7 separate regions of the Mus musculus genome follow, and regions 2, 3, 4, 5, 6 and 7 are each linked to region 1. The links are chromatin contacts, called in public promoter capture Hi-C maps. All regions are on one chromosome and are shown on one strand. Each heading gives the region's core, a stretch centred on a gene start, on an enhancer-like site or on the middle of the called end of the contact. The rest is flanking DNA. Distances are from core to core; before and after follow the strand shown. Region 1 holds the start of Vbp1 (von Hippel-Lindau binding protein 1). Region 2 holds the start of Tbl1x (transducin (beta)-like 1 X-linked). Region 3 holds the start of Idh3g (isocitrate dehydrogenase 3 (NAD+), gamma). Region 4 holds the start of Hcfc1 (host cell factor C1). Region 5 holds the start of Irak1 (interleukin-1 receptor-associated kinase 1). Region 6 holds the start of Mecp2 (methyl CpG binding protein 2). Region 7 holds the start of Flna (filamin, alpha).

Region 1 (3,761 bases), core at 842-3,341:
CAACATACTTTGTCTCAAAAAAAGAAAAAAAAAGTTCAAGAAAGACCATTTCGGACAGTTTACATACATTATGTAGGTAATTTATTCTTTATTTTTCTGTTTTTAATGTAAGACACATGAACTTGCCTGCTTTATACATTTCTCATGTGGCTCTAGTAATAAATATGAAAATTGCTAGCAATGAAGCACACTGCCTACTCATGTGCCCTAGTCACTAAAGAATTGAGCAAATTGTGTGCCAAAGTTATCATTTTTCTTACTGATTTAATTCAATTGAATACATATTTTATTTTTCAAAATAAGTCCATAAATATTGTCACCCATAGAAACTCAAGACTAAGCAGCAAGATGGAAGTTGGGTAGGATTCAAATACTCTCAGACATAGAATTTTATGTTGTTAAAATATCATGCCACTTCCATTAGTTTTGGAACATCAAGATAATTATATAAAGTTTGGACTGCTTATTACATCGTGTTGGTATAAAATTTAACCATAAAATTTTACAGCCAGTTGTCACAGTGTCTGTCTTTAACCTACAAACTTGGAAAGCAGAAGCAGGACAGGCACTATGAATTTGAGGCCATCCTAATCCAAACAGTGAGTTCTAAGCCAACCTGGGCTGTCTCAAAAAAATAAATAAATAAAATAAATAAATAAAAGTTTATTTTACGGTAAATCCCTCAGATAAAGTTTGTATTCATTAATTCCATTTCTGAAGTTACTGCTATCGGGTTATATTTAAGACAGAATGGAAATTTATATATTTACATCCTTATATATCAGGCATTATAATAGGATCAGGAGAAATAACACAAAATTTCCTCACCTCTAAGTAGCAGAGCATGACCAAAGAGGTTCTAAAGCTCTCCTGACTGCTCAAATGCTACTTCTGGATACCTCTATTTCTGGGTTTCATCAACTACATCTACAAAATTTGAACAACAGTAACTCCCTCATAAAGTTTTGCAAATTTTCTAAGAAAATTTCTGAACCTCAGAAAATATTACTTCATGTAAAGATCACTTGAAAAATATTTTTAAAAGCACAGAACATTGAGAATACACATAAAAATTTATTCCACCAGCACATTAAAATATACAATATAAAATGTGATTTAAGTAAAAGAAAAAAAGGGTCTTTTGAAGAATGTTAGCAATAAGACAGAATATATATAATTTTTGGTACATACCAAAAAAGAATCAAGGAAATTTTGACTAAGATTTTATATGCTTCAGTACAAATATTTAACTTGGGTCGGTCCTGTTACATGAAACCTTCCAATTGCATTTCCCACAATCTTCACAACTGCATAAAATTTGTTGTCTACAAACTGCTTAAATAGTATTACTAAAAGCAAATATAAAATGGTTTCAAAAACCTAATAACAGCCGGTTGCCCATTACATAAGCCTCAATTCTTAAAAGCAAGAACACATGGACTTAACGTTTGTGCTAACGTTTACTTTTCTCAGCAGTCTGCTTCCATTCCCAAGGAAACGGACCACGGCCGTGCTCAAGCTGACTGGGTGCCACTCAGTACCCACACCCTACAAACAGCTGCTCTGCCTGCTCTCTGTGCTAAATGTCCACCCATCTACATCTCCGGCATCACTGCGGTCTTGAGCTCAATAACCGTTGCTGCTGTTTTTTGTTTTTCTTTAGGCGACAACAGGCAGCAACTGGTCAGTTTCAAGGGACGCCACGCCCCAATCCGCCTCGCATCCGTCTCCAGCTACCCAGTTCTCCTCCCTGCTCCCTCTTCTGGGCCGGGGTTGGACTACCTTTCTTCAAAGCTATCGCCCGCCAGGCCTAAAAAGCCAAGATGCAGGAAGAGGCAAAAGGCCAGACATTCCCTTCCGGGACCCTTTAGCTCTGTTCCTCCCAACGACCCAGACCTGGGAAGTGACTGGAAAGCAATCTCCAATATCAGATTAAGACGCTGAGAAAGAGTTTCTTACCACAAACACTGCTTCAGGAATCCCTAAGTGGAGCCGCCGCCCGTTTCCAGCAGCAGTTTCTAGGCCGCATCCGTCCTTAGCCGCCGCCATCTTCAGAAAGCACCAGAGCAAATAACTACCTTCTGAGGCATCGATCGTTGGCGTCAGTGATTGGATCGTTTGCACTTCAGACCCGCCTCTCTCCCTGCGAATCTGCGTATTCATTGGTGCTTACGTCGTGGGTGGTGATTGGCTACACGCATGTGACTGACAAGCTTAGAAAGGATGTGTTGGAAAAGCCAGAAGGCTAATGCTTATTCTAATGCTTAATCTCAGAGATCTAAGGAATGGGCAAGGATAAAGCCCTGGGAATTCAGACCATGCCAAACCGCAGCCCCACCTGCACCTGAAGATATCAAGAGACTACACTCCAGAGTGGCTTCTGAGGCAATCCCAATTCCCTTTTGCAGACCAGTGAACTTCATTCTGAGTGTGTATGCCCTGGACTCATAAGAAATACACCAATCTTTCTCACAAGCCACCTTCAGTGAGATACTTGTCGGCTTCCAGGTCAAAACTTTCGATATGTTTATAGTTTATGTGAAAAAAATGCCAAGAGCTGTGCTTAAATTCTTAGATCCAAAGACTTCCCAGAGTTTTGTCCTCCACAACAACTCTTTAAAAAGCAAATCTATCAATAAACCAGATATGCATAATCACTGCAGGAGACCCTGTTTGCAAATAAAAGCAAAAGTAGCTTATAAAACAAAGCAAGCCAGTATCAATTTGTCTTAGTCAGGGTTTCTATTCCTGCACAAACATCATGACCAAGAAGCAGTTGGGGAAAAAATGGTTTATTCAGCTTACGATTCCATACTGCTGTTCATCACCAAAGGAACTCAGGACTGGAACTCAAGCAGGGCAGGAAGCAGGAGCTGATGCAGAGGCCATGGAGGGATGTTCTTTACTGGCTTGCCTTACCTGGCTTGCTCAGCCTGCTCTCTTATAGAACCCAAGACTACCAGCCCAGAGATGGTCCCACCCACAAGGGGCCTTTCCCTCTTGATCACTAATTGGGAAAATGCCTTACAGTTGGATCTCATGGAGGCATTTCCTCAACTGAAGCTCCTTTCTCTGTGGTAACTCCAGCTGTGTCAAGTTGACACATAAAACCAGCCAGAACAACATGGCAGGGAAACTATAGCCATGAAATCTCAACAATATGGTTGCCTAGCCAAGTCCTACATAATGACCCCAGCAGCATACACGTTAATGGGAATGAGGGAAATTTCACACAGCCCTACACTAGATGATGAACTACAATCAGTCAATGGCTGCTGAGGGAGGGAGAATCAATTTTCTCCAGAGACAAGCCCCCCTGATAGGTTGCCAAATCTTAAATGGTCAGCCCCAAGTACATGTACATATGAACAACATTAAATGTACTCAGTTATAAGTTTATATAAGATACAGTAATAATCATACAAGAAGGGACCATGAATCCAAGAGGGAGTGGGCAGGAGTTAAGAGGGAAAAAGTTAGGGTGGGAAAAATAGCAAAAATAAATACATGATAAAGTTGAGATGAGATTTATACAACTTGGGAAGCCTTTGTATTTAGTTCATATATGGTTTTGATAACTAAAAAAAAAAAAAGACAGTAAAAATAAAAATGTTCTCTACCACTAAAAAACACCCTGTACACATTTATATAATTTAAAATAAAATAAAATCTTTAAAATAGTTCACCTCTTCTTGTCCTTTGTGTCAACTGAAATGAGAAAGTAAAACCTATTTTATTGAAACTCATGAGCAAAGAGGGAG
Region 2 (3,761 bases), core at 860-3,359, 2.0 Mb before region 1:
GCTGGTTGGAGTCCATGACTATCCATCGTAACAGGGATTGTGGCAGCAGGTAGGCATGGCACTGGAGCATGAGAGCTTACATCTGATCCGCAAGCACAGGCAGAGAGTGAGCTAACTGGGAATAGTGTGGGCCTTTGAAACCTCAAAAGGATACACATACCTTAAAAGGCCACACTTCTAAACCTTCTCAAAAACATTTCCACCAATTGAGGACCTAGCATTCAAATGGCCTAAGGAGGCCATTCTCATTCAAACCACAATAATCCCGCATCAAAGAAAATTATCATCACCCCAAGGATCCTGGTAGCCCACCCACCATACTAGAAGACAATCAGCTTCCATTCACAGTGTCCCTCAAAGGCCTTGCTTTGGTGTGACTCCCAGGGCCTAGAAAAATAGCAAAACCCAACAGCAAAACCGAGGTAAACTTGAAATGAGTATCTGCCCAATACCATTAAAAGGAGTAAAATATCTTCCTTTTTCTTTTAGTAGTGCTGCCTAAGTGGAATTCTCTGACCCAAGTAAGGACATATCCTGGGGTAAATGAGAGCCTTACACCCCAAATCACCCATGCCTGTCCTACAGGTGTGTGTGTGATTAAAGGCTTGAAAAGCTTTAGGGGGCCATTTTAATAAGTGGATCAAGTGAACTTCGACTTTCATCGTTGTACTAATTACACTGGTGGGTGGTGCCATGAAAATAATCTGCAGCACACTTGGACACGAAATCCCTTTAAAAATAAAAGTGCCATCTACACTCAACACTATTTCATACCTTGATATGTGTCTTTAGAAATGACCAATGGTAAATTTCATAGGCTCACCAAGACCTATTTGCTACCCTAAACCAAGACTGGGGGGGGGGGGGAGTAGGACAAAGCACTCACTCCTCCTCCTGTATTCTTGTGTCCTCTTTTAAGTTAAACCAGGGACTAGCTCAGAGAAAAACACTAGTCAGGTCAAGGCACACACACCAAAGCAGAACAGAAACAAACACTTGCACTAGCAGTATGGCTTAGGTTTTGGTTAGGGGGAGGGGAGCTGTTTTAGGTTTTGCCCCACAACACTTGGTCAGAAAGAAACAAGCCGACCCTAACTGCGGAATTTACAGTGCGGAGGCCTCTGAGAACGCCAGACGCTGGGGGAAAAAAAAAAAGAAAAAGAAAAAAAGAGAGAGAGAGGGAAAAAAAAAAGCCCCAAGCTCCTGATTGCTCACTGGTCACGCACGTGAAGCCCAGGCCCCATCCAGCACCAGCGGGCCTGTAGTCTCCTCCTAAAGTTGTCACAAAACCCGAAGATCACCGACGTTCAAAGGCGCACCCCTCCTACATAAACTCCTGCTCCCAGCACCCTTCTCTACGTAAGGGAAATTCCTAAGACGAGGATGTGGGTGAGTGCAGATCTGGAGAACCCCTCCCCAGCCCCAAAGCAACAGGTTTACACCCTCCCCAGGCCGTACTGGGCGGTCCCTCTCCCTCACCTAGCCAGAGGAGCCGCCCTCCGTCGTTGTCACCCCCCCACACACACCCTGGTCCCCGAGACCAGGCCTGGGAGTAGGTATGGGGAGGGGGCTCCCGGACTTCCCTGACAGTTTGCGCCTCGGAAACTGATCACAAACGGGCCAGCCACTATCCCCCGCGCGCCGCCGCGCGTCCACCGTGTTCCGGGAGCGCCGGCCCGCGCCTCGAGGATGAATGAGGCTCCCCTCCCCCACAAGGGGATCCCGCGCGGCCCCCAAGTCCCAGGGCGACGCGGGTCAGCCCAGCCAACCCCCTCTGGAGCCTCAGACAAAGAGATGCTGGGACGAACTGCAGAGCGTCCCTAAACTTGCCTTTCCCTCTCCCCAAAACAAAGGCGCACCCAGGCCTTTCCCGCCCCCCGCGCGCGCGGCCACTTCGGGGAGCGGCCGCCCCAGAGGTATTGTTCGGCGTGCAGGGAGCGCGCCCAACCTGGGGTTGGGGGGGCACACGGGAACTTGCCCCTCCTGAAGCTTCAGGGCCCGCGATTGGGGTCACCACCGCGCCCCTCGGCCCGAGAAGTTTGAGCCCCTGCCCGGCGTGTACTCACCTCGCCGCGAGCCGTGCAACTTGTGGCCGCGCACTCAGCGTACTGGCGGGTCCACCGTCACCAACCCCGGGCCGCGCGGAGGCCGACGAGGGCCAAGCGCCCCGGAGCAGCCGCGCGCTACCCCTGGCCCGCCACCTAGTCCACGAGAAGAGCTAGCGCTGGAAAGTTTCGGTGGCGAATGGCGGCCGGAGGGCGCTGCAGCGGCGGCGGGGCGGGGGCGCTGGCGGCTTGTCGCTCCCGAGCGTCGAGACTGGGGGGGGCTGGGCTGGGAGCGGCGGCGGCGGGAGAGGGCGGGACGGCGGGAGGGACCGACACGGCCAGTGACCTCCGCTGGGAGCGGACGCGAGCAAGCCTACCCAGGCTGGGAGACGTGCCAAGAGGGTCGACAGCGCGCCGCCCTCCCCAGACACCTGGAAGAGGCTCTCTACAGCCCTGCCCTCCCCCACCGCGTGCCCGCCGGCCCCTCCCCGAGCTCCTTGGGGGGGCAGCGTCCCCACGCGGCAGCCCCTCCCCCCAGTAAGGGCTAGGACGCCAGGCCCGCCCTTCCCCGGACCAAGTCCAGACCCAGCCCCCCGGGGGCAGGGAAAAGACTTACATCTCGGCACAGTTCTTCACCCTAAAGCCTCCCCACCCCCACCTCTCCCCGCCCCAAGCCCAAGGTGGAGGAGGGAAGCCTGAGCATTGCCCTCTGGGCCCCAACCAGGCCCCTACCAGGCTCAGAGAGGAATGAGGGGGGAACAGGGCCCCTACACGGATACTCAATCCCACACCCCTCACGCCAAGGTGGCTCGGGAGGAGGGGGGATGGGAACAAGGGCCACCCTGAAGATTTAAAGAGGGAATGGTAACCCAAGCCACTGAAAGTGTTACCCTCCCCCACCTCAAAAGATGAAGCCGCCCAGCTAGCCTAGAAGGTTCTCGTGTAACACCATCTCCAAGCGCATCTTCTTCAAAATTAACGACATAAAGCATCCCCCTCCCCAGTTGCCTTTACGCCCACCGCAAAAATTGAGGACTCGGGCGCAGCCATGACCTTTGCAAAACACCTCTCGGCCAATAGTCAGAAATGCATAGGGGAGACGCTTTAACACAAGACTAAGGCACAAATAAGCTGGGACTATGGAGGACTATGTTAGGGTACTGGGGCCCTCAAATCTGTAAATCCCCACCCCCAGGCCTGAAACCGCAGGCGCTGGCAAAGTGTTTTCTGTTGCCAAGGCTGGTAAGGCCCAGCCCTGGCGCTTCCTCTCTTCCACATCGGTGACGATTTCCCCCCATACTCCCGCCTTTAATTCAATTAAATAAATATTCGGCCCTCCTCCTCAGCACCTTTGGTGTCTGCCTTGCTGAGTATTTTTAAAATCAATTTGCCCCTCCCTTAGGCTTCTAATGAGCTCGGTGCTAAGCGCCCAGTAACACTCCGCAATTTAAACCCTAACCTCACTTGCTCCTTCCTTGAACACTAGGCATTTGTTGCTCTGGTAGTTGGGGGTGGAGGGGAGAACCTGGGGCGAGTTTTTAAGGGGCCGGTTCTCCATCAAAAAGGCGGACCTCAAATTTACCTTGCAAAATATTTCTACGAAACGTCAAATATGTCAAACGACTGTTGGTACACAGTTATTAGAGCGCATCAATAAAAAATCCACACTTACACAGTCTCCATAATTGTGAATCAGCAGTACACAGGCTTATTAGC
Region 3 (3,761 bases), core at 426-2,925, 1.7 Mb after region 1:
AGGCAGGCAGGAGGCTGATGAAATTAGTATCTGAATCTATGATAGGGAGGCCACAAAGCAGCTCACCTGCTCCTAAAGTACCCCAGAAGCCCAGTAGGTCAAGGCAGCCTCAATTCAGAGCTTCTTCAATAGCCTACTGAAAGCATTCTGCAGACACTAAATGGGGTGTTGTTAACACACAGGGACTTTCAAGATAAGGGTCTCTAGACCCATCCAGGTGACAGAATGTCAAGACTGGTTCTAGTGTTTCCTGAGAGAAGTAAATTCTGGGCCCAAACACCAAACCTGCCCCTGTAAACTAAACACCCCTGAGGAAAAGTTTTCATCCAACTCTTCTCCAAATGTGATGTCTTGAAAGAATGACCGATTAAGCTAGAGAAGACCTTGTACCGGCATAAATGGCAGGAGGAAAATGCCTGGGAATGGCTCTCAAGGCCATATTCCACCAACCCTTCTGTGACCTGCTCAGCTGGGCCTTTCCCTGTAGACACTATGGAACCCCTAATAGATGTTACAGCCAGGTTTGTCTTTTTAAGACACTGCTAGCAACAGACTGAAGGATTCTCTGAGGGGTGGGTAGAAGGGATGGCCAGAGGCTACCTGTATGTACAGAAACCAAATCGTCCTTAGTTCAGGCTCTCAGGTCTGAGGTGCTAACATCTTTCAAAACACATGCCGGCACTCCAGATTGAGCTCAGCCCCACTACCACGTTACAGATGTCTCACAAATATCAACGGGTCTGTGCACGGTTCAATTTTGCTATGAACTTTGGGGTGGGATATACCAAGGCGTCACAAAAAGTCGAGGCTCTGGGCACTAAAAGCCCTTGCTCACTTCATCGGTTCCCTATCTAACTCGCCTAGTGCCCTTACTCTGATCTGCCTCCCTCTCTTAGGTTTCTCTTGGGGAAGCCTGGCCTATGCAGCATTGGTTCGTAGCTGCCAGCACTGCTCTTGTGCGACTACCTTTTGACACAGGAACCAGGGACATACATATCACCTTCCCTGCTGGAGCTGGTGGTCGGAGCATGGTACTGCTTTGGGGGTTCTCCCAAAAGCAGACAAGGAAGCAACCTGGCTGTCGGGTAAACGTGTGTGTGGTGCTTTGGTCGCCACGACACAACACCCATCGGGGGAAGATCCCGTCAGTAGCGACGAGCCCCGGGAAGGGCCAGATCCCCACCTCGCGCACACCCTTCCTCCCCCCAGCACCACCTGCCAACAGCAGGGGCGCGCCCCGAAACAAGCTCCGGCCAGGCCGCTACCTGAGCAGCAAGATAGGCCAGACAGCAGGAGTAGTGCCAGGGCGCCGAAAGATGCCATCGCCGCCATCGCCTCTTCTCTTCCGAGGGGAAAAGAGAGCAAGCCACCCTGGACATGCGGAGCAGACGAGGAAGCGCGACGCGTAAGCGGCCTCAGCACCCAATCGTGCGTCGGCGGGCTGGGTCGGGCATGGTGACGTCGCTGGCGGCACTGACGTGTCCGCTTCCCTAGCCAGGGTCCCAACCGGTCGCACTTCCCTCCTTCTCAGCCTTCCCCTCCCCAAGATGGCGGAACAGTGCTCTAGGCACCGGAAGGGGGCGTAAGAACCGGTGTGACTGTGCGCGTGCGTAATGCTAGCGTTTTCTCAACCCATACCCCGGATTTCTCGCTGTCCCCAACTGTCGCGAGAACGGTGCTTAATGTTTTGACCTGTAGAGGTCCTCACTTTTCGTCATGGCGCTGAAGGTGGCGATAGCTGCTGGCGGTGCTGCAAAGGCAATGCTCAAGCCAACTCTCCTCTGCCGTCCTTGGGAGGTGAGTGGTGAATGGGCGGTGGGACATTTGCAGGCTTACAGAGGGACTTAACACCCAATTGAGACCCGGAGTCGGGTAACGGCTCTTTGAGCAAACACGGAATTCGATTGGCTGTGCGAGCCATAGGAGGGGCGGGGAGAGGGCTGCACTCTGGGGTTCACTGGTTGCTTCTGCTGTCCGTGAGGCGGTTGGCCGAAATTGACTCTGATCTGGCTCCTCTGTGCCTTCCTCCGGAAGGGTTGGGAAGGTAGACCGCAGTAGCTAGGTGTCCCCTCCGTAGTGTCCTTGTGGAAGCCCTTTTGAAGAGGCCACGTGTCCTGGCCCACCTTGCATGTACCATCTAAGCCTGTTTCTGGACTCAGTTCCTCCTTGGTTTTCCCTCTCTTAGACTGCTTTGCCCTAGTGGAGGTGGAAAATCAGACTTTATCAGTATCTCTCTCGCTGTGTGTCTCTCGCTGTGTCCCCGCGTTCCCTCTCCCGGTTTCTCTCTGTCTCGTCGAACACGCGGTTTCTCTCTGTAGCCTGGAACTCACACTGTAGACCAGGCTGGCCTTGAATTCAGAAATCCTCCTGCCTCTGTCTCCCAAGTGCTGGGATTAATTAAAGGCATGCACCGCCGCCATCTGGCTATCCATAATCCTTGATCCCTCCAGATCTTCCGCCTACCAAGCACCTAGATACTTGATTCTAACCAAAAGGCCAACAAACAAGCCCAAACCCCTGTAATGAGAGTGAACCAGGGTTCTAAGACTGGAAGCTTCTAGGGCTTTGCTTTCCTGGTTCTTTCTTTGGAGTCTTGGTTAGCTGGTTTAGCTCCTGGGTAGCACTGCTTAGCACCAGAAAACCAACAACTAGCTCTGGGGAATAAGAGCTATGACCTCTAGGCCTTGCTCTTCCACTGACCTAGAATATGGCATTAGGCCAGCTCTCTTTTCTCTCTGGGTTCCAGTGAGGAGAGAGGACTTTATGTTCTCAAAGCATTTGCTGACTCTGACCTTCCAGAATGCCATGGGGTTTTTTGTTGTTGTTGTTGTTGGGGTCTTGGGGGCTTTTTTGTTTTGTCTTGTTTTGTTTGGGGAAGGGAGCTACATATGCTACATGAAATTCTATTTAAAATAGGGACTTCTGGTTCAGCCAGATGGCTGAGTGGGTAAAGGCACCTGCCTCCAAGCTTGGATACCAAGTTTAATCCTTGGAATTCTTGTAAAATGCAAGGAGAAAAAGGACCCCACAGAATCATCTTCTCATTGCCACACGTGTGCTATGGCTTCTTCCTCATTGTTGAGGAAAGACCAGCAGCATATAGAGGATTACTAGAGACCCTGATGGCTCCAGAAGCTAGGCTTCTGTAAACTCTTAATGAAGACCTTTCCTCCTGAATGCTTGTGTGCCTTTGTTGGGATGGGACTAGGTGGCAGTGGAATGATTGGTAGCCAGGCAGGGCTTTGCCCTGAGACTGATTGTCCTGGGTATAGGAACCCATATAGACAACTCAAGGTCTTGAGTCCTGCTGGTTGACATCCCCTGGGAAATCATGCTATCATTATTGGTAATTGACCAAACACAAACATGACAAAGGGAGAAGCCTTAGGAAAACATCAAGTATGGGAGTCCATCAGCAGGAGATTGAACCACCCTGGCCTTTGTCTTCCTGCAGACTAGCTAAGGATGATGACAGAGTAGAAGACTTGTGTTCTCCTCAGCCTGCCTCATACTGGGCTTCTTTGATTGGACAATTGGACTCAAGAGGGAGAGCTTTGTAACCCTCTAAAAGAAACTATCCATATCTGTATATAGCAAGATCAGGAGCCTGTGGTTGGGACGTTTTCTAGGACTGGGACAATGACCACTGTAACATCTAGCATAGGAGGCAGCTGTGGGATAGATTCAGCCCTAGCAATGTTGTTGCCATCTGTGAATGAGTTGCACAGATTTTGAGCCACACCTGGTGCAGGCTCTTAGAA
Region 4 (3,761 bases), core at 935-3,434, 1.5 Mb after region 1:
ATGAATATTTGCAATTGGATAAACTAAAGCTGAGAATACTAAATAAACTTAATACATGAAAAGAAGATTATTACATATTGTTTACAGTATGATATGGTAATTTGCACATGATATTGATATCAAATTATAAGATCTACAGCAGGTTCAATACAGCAACATTAAAGTTATTCAGGCTGCCAGTAGAGCTTGTAATTTAATTTCTAGATCTGTACAAAGCAGCTACAGGACCTATAGTGATCTGTACATATCCTTTGATGACAAAGTCACAGGTGTTTCTGATACTCCTTGTTCTGCTTCCTACATTTTCAACTATAGGAAATGTCAAAATTCCACTAGTAGTTAAAATAAGGATGGAATAAAGAAAGGTTAGTGTGGAGAAATAATCTGCTTTTAGTGTGTGCTCTGGGACATCAGTTTAGGACCTCTGTGCTACAACCTGCCTATGACAGTGATGACAGTGCTGTGTCTAAATGGCCTCCTTGGAGACTTGGAACGTAGACATGAAGACGATAACGCTCCTTTTTCAAGGTTGTTGTGTGAGCTTACAATATTGGCGCGAAAAAAAACAGCGTTCACCATCCGGGGATTTTTACTTCTCTGCCTTTGCTGGGGAAAATTCAAATCTCAAAAAAGGGCGGACCCATAAAGATGTTGTACGCCTGCGCAAAGGTGGGGCGAGAAGCCCTGGGAAGAAGGCGGGGCGGGTGACGCGAGTGGCGCAGACTGCTCCCGCGCTGGCTTTGCTCCGGTGCCGGTAGCCTCCCAGGGCCGCTGGCTGCGGGTAGCCTGGTGCGCTGCAATTCAGAGCGCGTGGCCGAGTCCTTCGGGAGGCGCGGGCGGATGTGGAGACGCCTCGGGGTGTTGCTGGCGCTCCTGGGAGCGGGCAGCAGCTCCGCCCCTGTGAGCTCATGGCGTCACCTTCCGCTCTGGCCCCGCCTGCAGCTACCCGCTGTAGCTGGGTTCTAAGTGTCGCAGAGTGTTCGGAGCGGGAAAAGAGATGCTTCTCAGCAAAGGGTGCAATCGCAGTATTCTTTGCCACCCTTAACTACCATGTGTCATGCCGCCACTGCTAGTTAAAGGCCATTTCTCTGGTTTGTGTCCCATCAGCGACCTGGGAGACAGTTCCCAGGGGGCGTGGCCAAGCGACTGAACGGAGTTAGATTTTCATCCGGGCATCCCTAGATGCCGCGGCCATCTTTGTTTTGTGCTGAAACTCGCTATTGACGCCCGCAGACGACCGGGCGTGGGGAAGTGGCAAGATGGCGACTCCCAGAGTGGAGGCGTGGAAGAGCCCTGGTGGGGGGGAGTGCAGGGCGGGGCACTACTGCACCTGACCTGAACTCTACTGTCTCTAGCTTACTGCACAGAGCACCAACTCGCCCGCAAATAGACAACGCACTGGTTTTTAAAGAAGCTTTTAATTCTTTATGAGCTTTGGGTCCTTTAAGAGGCTTGAGACCAGAGTCAAAGACGTGCGAAGGCGGGGAGGAGGGGGAAAGGTGACGTCTTCTGACCCCGCCCCCTCGCCCGATAGCCGCCATGTTTAGTTGTTACTTCTTCACACAAGATGGCGGCTCCCAGGGAGGAGGCATGATCGCCCTGCCGTTACCGCTTCTTCTGCCGTACAATTGTCACTTCGGGTCTTAACTCCTGCTCTTTCGAGCGGCTCCTGTGGGAAGGAGTCTTAAGGAGGGAAGCGAGGATTGGACGCTGCCTTGCGTTTGGTTTGCTGTGGAAGAACTGTCCAGGAAGAAGAGGATAGGTGGGGTGGGGGGGGGAAGAGAAGCTAGTCTCAAGATGGCGGCTCCCAGGGCGGCCGCCACAGCCTGAATAGCAGAGGCGGACTCAAGGGAGAGGTGCAAAACCTCTCGAGCCATACGGGTCGGGGCTTCGAGCAGCAACTGAGAGTTGGAGCCCGTTCCGCCAGCCTCTGACACGCCTTTATTACTTAGGAACGTTGGGGTTCTGCGATCGGTGGTTGTACTAAGTGCTGGGTGGGGAAGCAGGACGGTTTCAAGATGGCGGCTTCCACAATTGTGGTCTGACTGTCGGCGAAGTTGAGACAACCGCGGCATTTGTGGCTCTTTTCCACCCGCCCCGGAAGCCAGCCAGTGCTGGGGACGGGGGGTGTGGGAACCGGGCCGGGGCTCCGCCATTTCCGGCGGGGGAGGGCTACGACTGAGGAAGGGAGGAGAGAGAGGCGGCTCAAGATGGCGGCTCCCAGAGCCTCCTGCTCGAGGTTCTAAGCGGGAACACCCAGGCAAATAGTTAGAGCGACGGCGCTCAGTGGCCTCCAGCTTCTCGGGAATAGGTGCTCTGCAGTTCTGAGAAGCTTTTAAGGATACGAGCTGAGTGAGAAGGGGGGGAAGAGCCAAAGGAAGGAGGATAGTTAAGATGGCGGCCTCCATGGAGTCGTCCACCGCTGTGTAAGGAGCCGCTTCTTCGTGAGAGCTGCCTTAGACGAAAGGGGGTGTGTGAAGAATTAAGGGTATCCTCCCATTCAGTGACCTCTTCCCACTGCATCCTTAACCGGAACTATGGCTTCGGCTGTGTCTCCCGCAAACTTGCCAGCGGTGCTTCTGCAGCCCCGCTGGAAACGGGTGGTGGGCTGGTCGGGTCCCGTGCCCCGACCCCGCCACGGCCACCGTGCAGTGGCTATCAAGGAGCTTATAGTGGTGTTTGGCGGCGGCAACGAGGGGATAGTGGACGAACTACACGTGTACAACACTGGTAAGTGCTACCGCCCTGGGTTTCTCAAAGTCTTCCCTCCATCTCTCTCCTAACCCTTCTTTTCCCTATCTTCTCTTTTCCTATCTCACTCCCCTGATGTGTTTTCCTTCTCTCTTTGCACTTATTGCCATCTTTGCTTTCTCCCTGATTTTTCAACCCCCGTTCTTACACCCCCGTACTCTTCTGTGTTTAAAGGTTGCATTTCGGTACTTAGAGAAACCCTCTACTCCGACTGGTGAGGGGGAGGGGATGTCGCGGGCGACAGTGACTTCAGACGTACACCGTTACCCAGTGGGCTGGGGCTGGCGCGGCAGCGGATGTGTTCTCTTGGCGCAGGCGGAATCCTCCCCCCTCCTGCGATAGTCCTCATCTCCAGCGCCCATGCTCGTTCGGGAGAAAAGATAATATTTAGATCACAGATCCGTTCTCTACACCCAGAAAAAAAGAGGGAAGCATTCTTTAAGGTGCAGGCTTTTAACAGACTAATGAGACCCTCGTGGCAAATACGAATGGCATGATGACTATACTGCCCCCCCCTACACACACATGGGGGTATTGTACCAGTTGTGAATTTTTGTAGTTTTTTTTTCCTTCAAATTATTTCTTTTCCTAATCTGGTGCCTTAACAATTGAGTTCCCCCACCCCGCCCCCCATAGCAGACTGGAGGGCTCAGTGTGTCTTTTGTGTGTGTGTGTGTGTGTGTGTGTGTGTGTGTGTGTGTGAGAGAGAGAGAGAGAGAGAGAGAGAGAGAGAGAGAGAGAGAGATTGAAGGGGTTAACTAGTGCCTCCTTCCCCAAACCCAAGCCCTTGCAAATTGGGAGGAGCCTATCTGCAGGTATAGCTGATCTAAAGCCTGGCCTCTGTCCCCTCCCTTATGGGAGCCACATGTTGTTCCTTGCTTGCTTCCCTTGCTCTGTCTTTAGGGCAGAAAGCTTTGAGTCCTTCTCTGGTAGCCTCTTGGCACTTTCTGCACATGTAGTACGGGGGATTGGCCTGAGTCGCCGGTTGACTGCCCAAGAGCCTTCAGGAC
Region 5 (3,761 bases), core at 384-2,883, 1.5 Mb after region 1:
AGCCAGCCATGGATCTTGTGTAGACCTTTCTGAAGACATACTATAAGTTCCTTAGAGGTCAGGCTAGTGAGAGAGAACCCTTTGTAGTTAGGATTGATATGACAAAAAGTGTTTGTTGGGGAAACTGGTCAGGAGAAGAAAGCTGCCGCTTTACAAGCATGCTTTCAGCTGGCCAAACAAGGAATACCAAGTTGCTGCCTGTGGATCATCCCTGGGCAGTGAGAAGTGAGAAAAGTTTAGAGGTACAGAACTCCAGCAAGCTCAAGGTGTGTTCAAGAGAGGAGCTGGGTTTAGGAAGTTTTCCCCACAGCTGTTTATGTTCAATCTTATCAGGAATGGCTACAGCAGGGGTGTATATGCAAACTCAATTTCAGAACAGAATAAGTTCTTTTCAGGACACCTACTAAACAGGGTTTGGGTTTTTTGTTTGTTTTGTTTTTTGTTTGTTTGTTTTTTTCAGGTTTGGTCTTGATCTGAGGTAGGGTTGCACTTTGTATCCCTGGCTGACCTGGAACTTAAACCATGCTAACCTCAAATTCACAGAGATTCACTTGCCTTTGTTTTCTGGGTGCAGGAATTAAAGGGGTGTACCACCAAGCCCAACATCTAAAGAGTTCTATCTGGCTTAAGGCTGTTGGTGTATATAAGTTCAGGTGGGTGGACAGAGGCTGGCTATGCCATCTTCCTAACAGCTCTTTTAAAGAGCTGGGCTTTAGTGATTTGTACTTGAGGAAGACCACCTGAGCAGGGAGCACTATCCAAGCCATACAGTCTGTGCAGGTGAGTGGCAATGGCTAATGCTAAGAGTAGTGCACTCATATGAAGAGGACTTCAGAGAGCATAATGAGAAAGTAGTGTGCGCTGAGATGTGTGTCATAGTGACCAAAAAGGCCAAAGAAAACCCTGAATGGAGAACAGTAGAGGAATAGGCAAGAGACACTCATTCATGTGGCTAAAGGTCACAACAGGTGGTATCACCAACAACTACTCTAGAAAGGGGTAGGAGAAGCTGCTAGACCCTACTATCCTTATGGAGAGAAGTGCAAACTAAGATAAAAGTGTGACAGAAAAAGGAAAGGGACATTTAGAGCCGAACACCATGTGTATGTTAAGAGACATAAATGTGTTAGTTGGAAAGCTAATTAGAATCCTGCACAGGCAGATTCTGTGATCTAACACTTGCTGGCCCAGCTGCTGGAAGGTTCCTGGGGGCGTGGTGGGGGCATGGAGATCTAGCACACAAGCAGTAGCATGGTATACACTCTTCCAGACCATTCTCAGGGCATCCATCCTTATCACCAAATGACTACAGTCTGCCAGAGGGCCATTTTGTTACCCATATTTAACCCTGACTGACCAACAATTTGGCTGGCTCTCAAACTGCTCCCCAACTAAAGCGAGGGTAGCCTCTCCGTGACTTTCACCAGGCTTGGCATAAACTGCCTTTGTAGAACATCGTGTAAAAACATCGTGCCCTTTGTCTCTAGAACTGGAAGTCATTCTTCATCCTGTTCAGCCCTATTCAGATGTTTGTGTAGGACCACAGACCTCGGTTCTCCCATTAGGGACTCCCTCCTACGTAGCAGAGCTCCTTCCCCGCGTCAAGGGCGGCGCGGGACGCCCCCGTGTGGCGGAAGGCCGCGGAGGGCAAGATGGCGGCGGGTCGAGCGCCGCCTCTTCCGCCCGGCCGGGTGTCGCACGAGGCCGGCCTGAAGGGGAAGTGAGTCAGTGTCCGCGGACCCGGCCCGCTAAGGCCCGCGCCCGCCGAGGCCCCGAGAGGCCTCGGCCCGGGGGCGGCGGCGGCGGCCATGGCCGGGGGGCCGGGCCCCGGGGAGCCTGTGGTTCCAGGCGCCCAGCACTTCTTGTACGAGGTGCCACCCTGGGTTATGTGCCGCTTCTACAAAGTGATGGACGCCCTGGAGCCCGCCGACTGGTGCCAGTTCGGTGGGTGACGGCAGGCCGGCGTGGGGTGGTGGACTCAGGCTTCTGGAGCTGAAGCCTGATGTTCCCCATCCCGCAGCGGCCTTGATCGTGCGCGACCAGACAGAGCTGCGGCTGTGCGAGCGCTCCGAGCAGCGCACAGCCAGTGTTCTGTGGCCCTGGATCAACCGCAACGCGCGCGTAGCTGACCTCGTTCACATCCTCACGCACCTGCAGCTGCTGCGTGCGAGGGACATCATCACAGCCTGTGAGCGAGCATAGCCCCAGGGACCCTAGGGATGGGAACCCAAGAGGGGTGACGGGTACAGAGTTTCCTGAGACAGGGAACCATATGGGAACTCCCCCCCCCCCACCCCTTCACTTAGAGATAGAGAGCTCTGAGTCACAACCCTCCTTTCCTTCCTTGTTATCCCAGGGCACCCTCCTGCCCCCGTTGTGCCCCCAAGCACCGCTGCCCCAAGGCCCAGCAGCATCTCTGCAGGCTCTGAGGCCGGGGACTGGAGCCCCCGGAAATTGCAGTCCTCTGCCTCCACCTTCCTCTCCCCAGGTAAAAAGAACCCGGGTGTTGGGCTTGATATGCCTGAGGAAAAGGCCACCATGACTGCTGACATGGCTGTAGACTGCTGCTGGTCTCTGCCTCTCACTGCCATCTTTATGAAGCTTTTCCAGGCTCCCAGACCCATTCTGAGTCAGAGCTCCTCCAGGTTCCACTCCCTGTTTCCCTCGGGCCACCACTACCATCTTCAGCCCCTTCCTCCACCAAGGTAGGTGTCTCTTAACCCCCAGGGAATTTTCCAGACAAAGAGGAAGAAACTTAACCTTTGGTGTACCACAGAGCCCAAATCAGCACAGCCAGGTCATCTGAGAGACAACTAGTGTTGAAGGGAGCTTTCAACCTGGACCAAAGGGAATAGATAGGGTCCTCGCCTGGTCCATGGTCTCTTCCAGCAGTCAAGCCCAGAGAGCCCAGTGTCTGGCCTCCAAAGAGCCCATCCCTCCCCGTTTTGCTGGCCCTTCTGTGAGATTTCCCAAGGCACCTGCAACTTCTCTGAAGAACTCAGGATTGGAGAGGGTGGTTTTGGATGTGTGTACCGAGCAGTCATGAGAAATACTACATATGCTGTGAAGAGACTGAAGGAGGTAGGTGTAACATTGGGGTAGACACCTGGAAGACAATCTATCAGTCCTTATTTGTCTAGTTCCTCCCTCCATCAGCCCCTCACTTCTGCAGTCTCCAGCCTCCCCAAGCAATTCCTTCAAGGACCCCAAGCCTTCCATAGATTTGGGCCTGGAAACAACTGGCAAGCTTGGCTCATGTCACCTACTTTCCCTACCTCTTACCCCACCATGCCTGGGGCTACAGGAAGCTGACCTAGAGTGGACTATGGTGAAACAGAGCTTCTTAACAGAGGTGGAACAGCTATCAAGGTGAGCCTTGGGGGTCCCTCCTGTCTAGGGGCACAAGGTGAGCCACACCACGGCCTCATCAGTCTTTAGGACTGCACAACACAAGATCTGGCTCCCTTGGGCCCTCAAGGCCTGGCCTGGCATGGGTGAGGGAACATCAAGTGCTGCCTACCTAGCCTGGCCTGATGAAAAGTAGTAGAACCCAGAAAATTAAAGAACTCAGACTCCACTCTTTATAACAGGTTTCGTCACCCAAATATCGTAGACTTTGCTGGCTACTGTGCAGAGAGTGGCTTATACTGCCTTGTTTATGGCTTCTTGCCCAATGGCTCCTTGGAGGATCAGCTCCACCTTCAGGTAGTCCTTGCTGATCTGGCACCTTTATTGGCATAGCCCCTTAGCCTGTGTCAGGC
Region 6 (3,761 bases), core at 879-3,378, 1.4 Mb after region 1:
TTTTTTTTAGTGCAAGTATAAAATATGTCATTTAAATCTCTTTTATCTAATTTAAGGAACTTAAGATTTTCTTCCCAAAATTTCACAAGGTAGGAAAATGATGTACTTTATTTTTGTGAATGATATTGCACTGTAGATCTTGCTGTTTCTTGCTTTGTTCTCAATTAAATATCATGTTTCCTCTACAGCTTTATAGACATTTTGATCAGATTAAGGACATTCTAATTATAGTTCTTTAAGGTGTTTTTAAAATCATATGTAGGTATTGAATTTTATTAAATGCTTTTTCCTGCATGTATTGGGATACTCACATGATCTGTTCTTAAAATTATAATTGATTTCTAATTTTAAACCATCCTTGCATTCGTGGAATAAAACTCAGCCTGAAGGTGTGGCTGGAGAGATGGCTTGTTGCTCTTGCAGAGGACCCAAGTTCAGATCCTATTCTCTGTATATGCAAATACCTGTATTCTCACACCCCAACATACACACACACACACACACACACACACACACACACTACCACTCTTACCCACTTGTTTTTTACATTTCTATCTTAGTATTTTATGTGTATAAGTGTTTTGCCTGGTGCTCACTGTGGTCAGAAGAGGGCACAGGATTCCCTGAGACTAGAATTACAAATGGTTTAGAATGGCCATATGGGAAATCCTCTAGATTTCCCCCACTGTAGTAAGATATTCACTTAGGTGATCCTGTCCCAAAGTCAGCCATCATCCTTATTTTTTTTCTTTCTTTCCATCTGATATCCAATACTTTTGGCTCAATTTTTAACATAAATCTTAACTATCACAACTTATCAGATTTCAACTGCTACTGTCCTGGTTAAAGCCTTCATCATCTATCTTTCTTCAACTGCTGCCAGGACCTCTGGACCAGCCAGTTCTTCATTCTTCACTGGCAACATAGGTTTTATGGTGACAGCTAGTGACTCAAATATTTATCAAGGGCTTCTCATCTCAAAATAATCTCCTAGTTCTTTTGGTGGCCTAGGTCTCTCTCCAGTCACACTGGCCTCCTTAGTAAGGCAGGCATAGTCCTTCCTTAGAGTGTTTAAACTTGCCTAGAATGTTTTCCCCAATTACCCATATTGGGAGACGACATGAGGGCAAAAGCTAGAGGGTATCATAATAGCACTTCTTTTGTCCTTGCCCTATCTATTTCAAAGTCTTTATCTCTGTGCAAAATTTTAAGTTCTACTTTCTTGTATGTTTAGTATGACTCTTCCTTACCAGGAGTCTAGTTTGTCTCCTTGTTCAGTACTAAAACAGTGCCTAGCAAATAAATGAATAGAGAGGGGAGCCAAATTTGAATCAGAAAGTCTCTTGTTGCATAGTGTTTAAAAAACAAACAAAGAAAGAAAGTCTCTTGTTGAGCATTTGTTTAGCACAAAGAGCATTGGATGCTGACTGGTATCAGGGTAAGGCTGCTTTGACAATGCTCCCTCTGGCCTCACTCCCTTTTATACGTACTTCCATCAAACCATCTGATTCAACAATGACAGACCGATCTCTTATGGGCTTGGCACACACCATCTGCCCATTATAAACGTCTGCAAAGACCAAGGTTTGATATGTTGATTTTACTGTCAGCCTTAAGAGTGCGACATCTGCTAATTTAGTGTAATAATACAATCAGTAGACCCTTTAAAACAAGTCCCTTGGCTTGGAACAACGCCAGGCTCCTCAACAGGCAACTTTGCTACTTCTACAGAAAATGATAATAAAGAAATGCTGGTGAAGTCAAATGCTTATCACAATGGTGAACTACTCAGCAGGGAGGCTCTAATAGGCGCCAAGAGCCTAGACTTCCTTAAGCGCCAGAGTCCACAAGGGCCCAGTTAATCCTCAACATTCAAATGCTGCCCACAAAACCAGCCCCTCTGTGCCCTAGCCGCCTCTTTTTTCCAAGTGACAGTAGAACTCCACCAATCCGCAGCTGAATGGGGTCCGCCTCTTTTCCCTGCCTAAACAGACAGGAACTCCTGCCAATTGAGGGCGTCACCGCTAAGGCTCCGCCCCAGCCTGGGCTCCACAACCAATGAAGGGTAATCTCGACAAAGAGCAAGGGGTGGGGCGCGGGCGCGCAGGTGCAGCAGCACACAGGCTGGTCGGGAGGGCGGGGCGCGACGTCTGCCGTGCGGGGTCCCGGCATCGGTTGCGCGCGCGCTCCCTCCTCTCGGAGAGAGGGCTGTGGTAAAACCCGTCCGGAAAATGGCCGCCGCTGCCGCCACCGCCGCCGCCGCCGCCGCGCCGAGCGGAGGAGGAGGAGGAGGCGAGGAGGAGAGACTGTGAGTGGGACCGCCAAGGCCGCGGGCGGGGACCCTTGCTGGGGGGCGGGTAGGGGCGGGACGTGGCGCGGGAGGGGCCCGCGGGGTCGGGCGACACGGCTGGCGGATGGCGTCCCTCCTCTCTACCCTCCCCCTCCCTCTGCCGCCGGTGGTGGCTTTCTCCACTCGTCTCCCGCAATCGCGAGCGACGGTTCTCAGCGCGATCTCCCTGGAGCCACCTTCGAATGACGCCCTCCCGCTGCCCGCCCCATCTGTGCGCATCCTAGGCCCCAGCTGTGCAAGCGCCCTTGTCGTCTGGGCTTCGCCAGTTGGGGCTGCGCGCGCTCCTGCCCTTCTTGGGGCTTTGGGCCTCGGCACTGTCGCGCGCCCGCGGTCCCGGCCTCTCCCTGGATCGCGCTGTCCCCTTCTCCCTCGCGCGCCCCCACTCCCGTTACTTGCTCCCCCCTCACACACACAGACTGGCGCGCGTGCGCAGTCCATCTCCCGTTGGGAGAGTGCGCCACAAGGGCTCCTGAGCTCTTACCCCCATCTCTGGGTTTTGCTCCCTCCTCCTCCTCTCCCATTCCGTGACTTTTTGCCCCCACTGCAAGCGAGTCGGTCCATCAGCTCCATTCCCCACTTGGCAGGAACAAGTTGAGGGTTATTGTCCACCCACAAAAAGGACTAGACATTATGTTCCTAGGTCCCACAACTCATCATAAAGAGATGGTTGTAGTTCTCATCAGGAACCGTGGGCAAGGGACTGTGCGTTCCTCAGCACTCGAAGCTCTTCCGTGAGACCATGCCCGCAGGGTGCTCTGGTTCTTTGGGGATGCTGTGCTGTGGCTTCGGAATATGAGCGTCTTCCCACCCTCCCTCCCCTCCCTTCGCCAGCGATCATCCAGTTACATAAGTGGAATGGGACGTTGTATGTAACGGGCTCTCTTCGTCCTGGAGCGCTCAGGATCGCCAGTACCAAATGGGGCGAGATCATCGCATCGCTGTGACTCCTGTCACTTATCTTTGAAAGTTCATTCTCTTTTTAGTTTGGTTATGGCTGAATCACTGAAAATAAAACACAGGTGACTTTTATGTGGCAGTGGCAATGTTTCTGAGGTTTTGCACTAAAGGTTTAAAGTCATCATGGAGTCTAAAAAAGATTCCCTCTCACAAGAGAGACCCTGGTATGACATTGTTCAGTATGGACCCCTGAAGGGCAAAGCTTGTTAGGGGATACCTCTATGCTGGTTCCTTGTATGTTCGGGTATAGGTTGATCAAAACAAAAATGGGCTCCACCACAAATTTGATATTCCTGACTCATAGTCAGGCAGATATGTACTCTTGGTTAATTTTCCAGGAACACAAATGGGCTCTGTTGAGTCATTTGCATGTTGACTCCACTGTTTGGAATCATTACAGTGAGGCAGTAGGCTCAAATACAGGGTGGTTGATGACGATCATGAAACAGAATGG
Region 7 (3,761 bases), core at 599-3,098, 1.3 Mb after region 1:
CCTTTGGCTCACTTGGTGCAGATATTTATGCAGGTGACTGGAGGTAGAATGGGGGGGAGGGATTCTGTACTGAAAATGTTATTTGACTGGCGATATCATAGACAATCTCAAGATGACTATGCTGAAAGGTTCTGCCCATTGTGATCAAAGCCCTATCATAGCCCTACCACAGGCAATGAAGACACTCCAGGCTGTGGGAGAGTCAACCATATTTGGGCATGACATGTTGGTCAACCCAAGGCCTCTTTCAGCCACTGGTCTTTATCTATCTATCTATCTATCTATCTATCTATCTATCTAATTAATTTTATGTGCATAATTTTGCCTGCATTCATGTCTGTGTGAAGGTGTCATATTCCCTGGAGCTAGAGTTACAGACAGTTGTAAGCTTTCATATGGGTGCTGGGAATTGAATCTGGGTCCTCTGAAAGAGCAGCCACTGCTCTTAACCACAGAGCCATCTCTCCAGCCCCGGCGGCCACTGGTCTTAGAATTGAGAAGTAGGGACAGAAGCCTGTCTTTCTGGAAAAACAATTTAACATTCTGGAGAGGCTTGAAGTACAGAGTAAGTAGATGGAAAAGTCTACCACGGGAAAGACATAGGTAAGATGAATCCCCTTAACTAAAGAGGATGGTTGGGAGTATCCCCTACAGTTTTCTTTTTCTGTATCTTCGCTCCTTTCTGTCCCAGCACAGCATCCTCATCACTATCTCCAGAGAATATCTATCATTAAATTAACTTTTAGTGAGTAGCTTCACACTACTTAGGGAACACACTCAGGCTCCTTAGCAAGCCTTGATGTCTGGTGACTCTCCTTTCTTCAGTAATCTGGGACCCTCTCCCTGAGCCCCTCCACATCTCTAGGGTCACAGCAAGGCTTGGGACTGTTCAGCCAGAGAAGACCTCTCCCCCCAGAATTCCTCAGGGCCCAAGGTAGAACAGTGAGTATGGCAGGTACAAGGTGTACAGATCTACATGCATCACAGGGCAGGCAGGCAGGCAGGCAGGCAGGCGCCCTCTGATTGTGTGCATTGGCATACCCTGGACCTTTGGAAAGCTGCTTGATCCTGTAGTGCTGGTGGCCACTTGGCCCAGTGCTGGCCCCATTTCCTCGCGGATGGAACTAGGCAGTAGAGAAGACGACGGTGGGAATGGGCCTGTGCAGGTGTGCAGGCCAGGGTCATGGAGACTGGGAAGACCAAAGGAGATGGGTAGGGAGTGCCAGGGCTCTGTGGGTGTCTATGTTAGGTGATGAGAGCCCTGTCTGACAGCATACAAAGAGCTCTCAGCAGCGTTAGGCGCTCTGGAAGGGTTCGCTCACAGGATTGCTTTACTCTGCTGTGGATCACACTGTGGCTGAGAACCCTAAGCTCGGGAAGAATAGAGAATGTAGAAGAGGGTACAGGGTCAGGGCGGAGCCCAAGTGATACCGGGACATTATTCGCTCCGCCTTCTGCAGGGACCTTGGGGAAAGAAAGTCCCTTGTAAGGGTGTGCCTGCTGGAGCTGAGCAATTCTGTGACAGAATTGCTCAAGCGTTCCTAGATCTGGGGTCCGTTTCCTGTAGTACTGTAGCGGATGTTGCCAGACCTTTTTGTGCTCTTTGGGGCTCAAAGACCCTTTCTGAAGCAGCGGGGCTGAGTTGCTTTTGGCGGAGTGCAGAGGCAGCTTCGGGGGATGGGGGCGGGGGGCGTTGTGGGGCATTCCAACGGGAGGGGCGAGGTGGGGCGGGCGCGGCCCAGAAGCCCCACCCAGAGGCTCCGCCCCCAAGGAAACTTTGCCTCTGGCTCCGCCTTTCGCATACATTTAAAGGGCTCGCTCTTTCCGCAGTGCAACCTCTGTTCTGTGCCTCGTCGTTCATGCTCGGAGGTGCCTACTGCTTTAATTAAAGGGCCGTCCCATCGGCGAAGCTGCAGCACCGCCCCTCCGTTCCTCGCGCCTCAAAATGAGTAGCTCTCACTCCCGCTGTGGCCAGAGTGCGGCGGTTGCGTCTCCGGGAGGCAGTATCGATTCACGGGACGCGGAGATGCCGGCTACCGAAAAAGACCTAGCAGAAGATGCACCGTGGAAGAAAATTCAGCAGAACACATTCACCCGCTGGTGCAATGAGCACCTTAAGTGCGTAAGCAAGCGCATCGCCAATCTGCAGACGGACCTGAGCGATGGGTTGCGGCTCATCGCGCTGCTCGAGGTACTCAGCCAGAAGAAAATGCACCGCAAGCACAACCAAAGACCCACTTTCCGCCAGATGCAGCTCGAAAATGTGTCGGTGGCGCTTGAATTCCTGGACCGTGAGAGCATCAAGCTCGTGTCCATAGGTGAGGGCACGGGCTACACTGGGGCGCTGAGTGGGTGCGGGCGTGGTCGCAACAAATTCTTCCTTTCTTCTCCTCTAGAGTCTCTCCTAGTTGTCTTCCCTAGCTGCTGCACACAACCAAGGCTACCACTAGGCCCCTTAGCCGCCTTGTTCTTTGAGGTCCTCGAGAACAAAAGGCTGGCCTGGCGAGCATGCGAACCGCTACGCGCCCCCGCCCGCAGCGCCTTGCTGGCCTGCTCCCAGGCTGAGCTCACATCCTCTGTAGGCCGCGCCCCCAACGCTGCACCCGAGGTGGGACAGGCACAGACTAGGCTTCTGCCTCTGAGAGCCGCACCCCATCCCTGGGATACCCATGCTTTCCACCTACAACAATTTTAAAAGTACCCTTCTAGCATTTGGCTGCCTCTGCAGTTCTAAAGTGAAGGTTGTAGCTTGTTCTCCTATTTATGTAGGACTCCCTCAACTTCTTGCCCTGGAACATGCTTCCCCATTGGAGATAGTTCAAATCCCCAGTTTCTTTCTTTCTTTCTTTCTTTTTTTGCTGAACTTGGAGGGGGGCAAAGAGATATACTGCTGGCAAAACTGTACTCCAGGTGTAATGAGTGTGGTTGACTAAAGGCACGAGCACTTGGTTGTTAGCTTTGCTGTCTATCATGGATCAAATTCTTGTTTCATTGTAAACCTTGGTTTTGTACATCTAGAATGCAGAGATTGGTTGAAAGGTGCTCCAATGTGCACAGGGTTTACTGCTAGTCCAGTTCCCAAGTCTTTGAACTGGAGAGGTTGGCATTGGTATTGTCTCTTGCAGGATCCCATGCTTTTCTCAAAGTAGGGGCTGCTCATGGACAGGCACCAGAATTGTTATCTTGGGAATGTGGAACAGGGAGAGTAGAAGAGTGGACCTTTACTCCATAATACAAAGGGTTTTCTATTATCCTTACAACTTTGGAATGGTACATGCTAGTTAAAACAGCGAGGGACCAAGGCCCTTCAGAGAGCAGATTTTAAGTGCTGAGTTTTTTTTTTTTTTTAAATGCTCATAGAGGTGTGCCAGTGGATGTATGAAAACTCACCCCTAGTCCCAGCCTCAGTCTAGCCAGCTGAGTCATTTCTAAGTCTTGGAAGGGGGCAACCGGATGTGGGGAGGCAGGCCACACCCCAGCTCTTTAGGGGGGGTCTCCTCCCTCCTTCTTTCTCCCCTCCTTCTTGTGAGCTGGCTGGAGCAGGCCTAGTTCCCAGAGCTTTGCCATATAAGGCAAAAAAATGTTGGAAAGCAGCAGTGATTAGGGGAGGGAGGGGGCCGGCTGGCCCAGGGGCTGGGGATAAGGGGTGGGATGGGGCGGGGCCATCTTACCAAGCTGCTTCCCAACACTGGGCCCTGATCCTCTCCTCTTGGGAGGGATATGAAGCTGGCATAGCTCACCTAATCAGACCAGGGGAGGGA

What was found. Promoter capture Hi-C pulls out the DNA fragments that hold promoters and counts their contacts.
Region 2: a promoter capture Hi-C map of pre-B cells shows a contact between it and region 1. The contact joins the promoter of Tbl1x here to the promoter of Vbp1 in region 1. A contact is called at or near these places in 3 of 39 promoter capture datasets (cranial neural crest, embryonic stem cells and pre-B cells) and 1 of 115 datasets of contacts at active chromatin or transcription factors (embryonic stem cells).
Region 3: a contact with region 1 is called in a promoter capture Hi-C map of erythroid cells, with 50 times the contacts expected there. The contact joins the promoter of Idh3g here to the promoter of Vbp1 in region 1. A contact is called at or near these places in 3 of 39 promoter capture datasets (cranial neural crest, erythroid cells and pre-B cells).
Region 4: a contact with region 1 is called in a promoter capture Hi-C map of pre-B cells, with 6 times the contacts expected there. The contact joins the promoter of Hcfc1 here to the promoter of Vbp1 in region 1. A contact is called at or near these places in 2 of 39 promoter capture datasets (erythroid cells and pre-B cells).
Region 5: a contact with region 1 is called in a promoter capture Hi-C map of pre-B cells, with 5 times the contacts expected there. The contact joins the promoter of Irak1 here to the promoter of Vbp1 in region 1. A contact is called at or near these places in 2 of 39 promoter capture datasets (the C10 cell line and pre-B cells).
Region 6: a promoter capture Hi-C map of erythroid cells shows a contact between it and region 1, with 24 times the contacts expected there. The contact joins the promoter of Mecp2 here to the promoter of Vbp1 in region 1. A contact is called at or near these places in 3 of 39 promoter capture datasets (cranial neural crest, erythroid cells and pre-B cells).
Region 7: a contact with region 1 is called in a promoter capture Hi-C map of erythroid cells, with 43 times the contacts expected there. The contact joins the promoter of Flna here to the promoter of Vbp1 in region 1. A contact is called at or near these places in 3 of 39 promoter capture datasets (cranial neural crest, erythroid cells and pre-B cells).

Annotation. Positions count from the first base shown.
Region 1 is chrX:75,512,627-75,516,387 of GRCm38.p6, reverse strand. It overlaps Vbp1 (von Hippel-Lindau binding protein 1), which reads right to left and starts at 2,091. Exons shown (of 6, transcript NM_011692.2): 1 at 1,960-2,091. The coding sequence starts at 2,049.
Region 2 is chrX:77,509,575-77,513,335 of GRCm38.p6, reverse strand. Tbl1x (transducin (beta)-like 1 X-linked) reads right to left here and starts at 2,109. Exons shown (of 16, transcript NM_020601.2): 1 at 2,067-2,109.
Region 3 is chrX:73,784,811-73,788,571 of GRCm38.p6, reverse strand. Idh3g (isocitrate dehydrogenase 3 (NAD+), gamma) reads left to right here and starts at 1,675. Exons shown (of 13, transcript NM_008323.1): 1 at 1,675-1,797. The coding sequence starts at 1,717. It overlaps Ssr4 (signal sequence receptor, delta), which reads right to left and starts at 1,549. Exons shown (of 6, transcript NM_001166480.2): 1 at 1,266-1,549. The coding sequence starts at 1,332.
Region 4 is chrX:73,964,780-73,968,540 of GRCm38.p6, reverse strand. It overlaps Hcfc1 (host cell factor C1), which reads left to right and starts at 2,184. Exons shown (of 26, transcript NM_008224.4): 1 at 2,184-2,730. The coding sequence starts at 2,538.
Region 5 is chrX:74,021,793-74,025,553 of GRCm38.p6, reverse strand. Irak1 (interleukin-1 receptor-associated kinase 1) reads left to right here and starts at 1,633. Exons shown (of 15, transcript NM_001177973.1): 1 at 1,633-1,944; 2 at 2,021-2,188; 3 at 2,357-2,488; 4 at 2,602-2,705; 5 at 2,890-3,081; 6 at 3,305-3,369; 7 at 3,591-3,705. The coding sequence starts at 1,809. Mir5132 (microRNA 5132) reads left to right here and starts at 1,956; the gene lies at 1,956-2,026. It overlaps Mir718 (microRNA 718), which reads left to right and starts at 1,618; the gene lies at 1,618-1,705.
Region 6 is chrX:74,084,057-74,087,817 of GRCm38.p6, reverse strand. It overlaps Mecp2 (methyl CpG binding protein 2), which reads left to right and starts at 2,128. Exons shown (of 4, transcript NM_010788.4): 1 at 2,128-2,308.
Region 7 is chrX:74,244,621-74,248,381 of GRCm38.p6, reverse strand. It overlaps Flna (filamin, alpha), which reads left to right and starts at 1,848. Exons shown (of 46, transcript NM_010227.3): 1 at 1,848-2,318. The coding sequence starts at 1,946.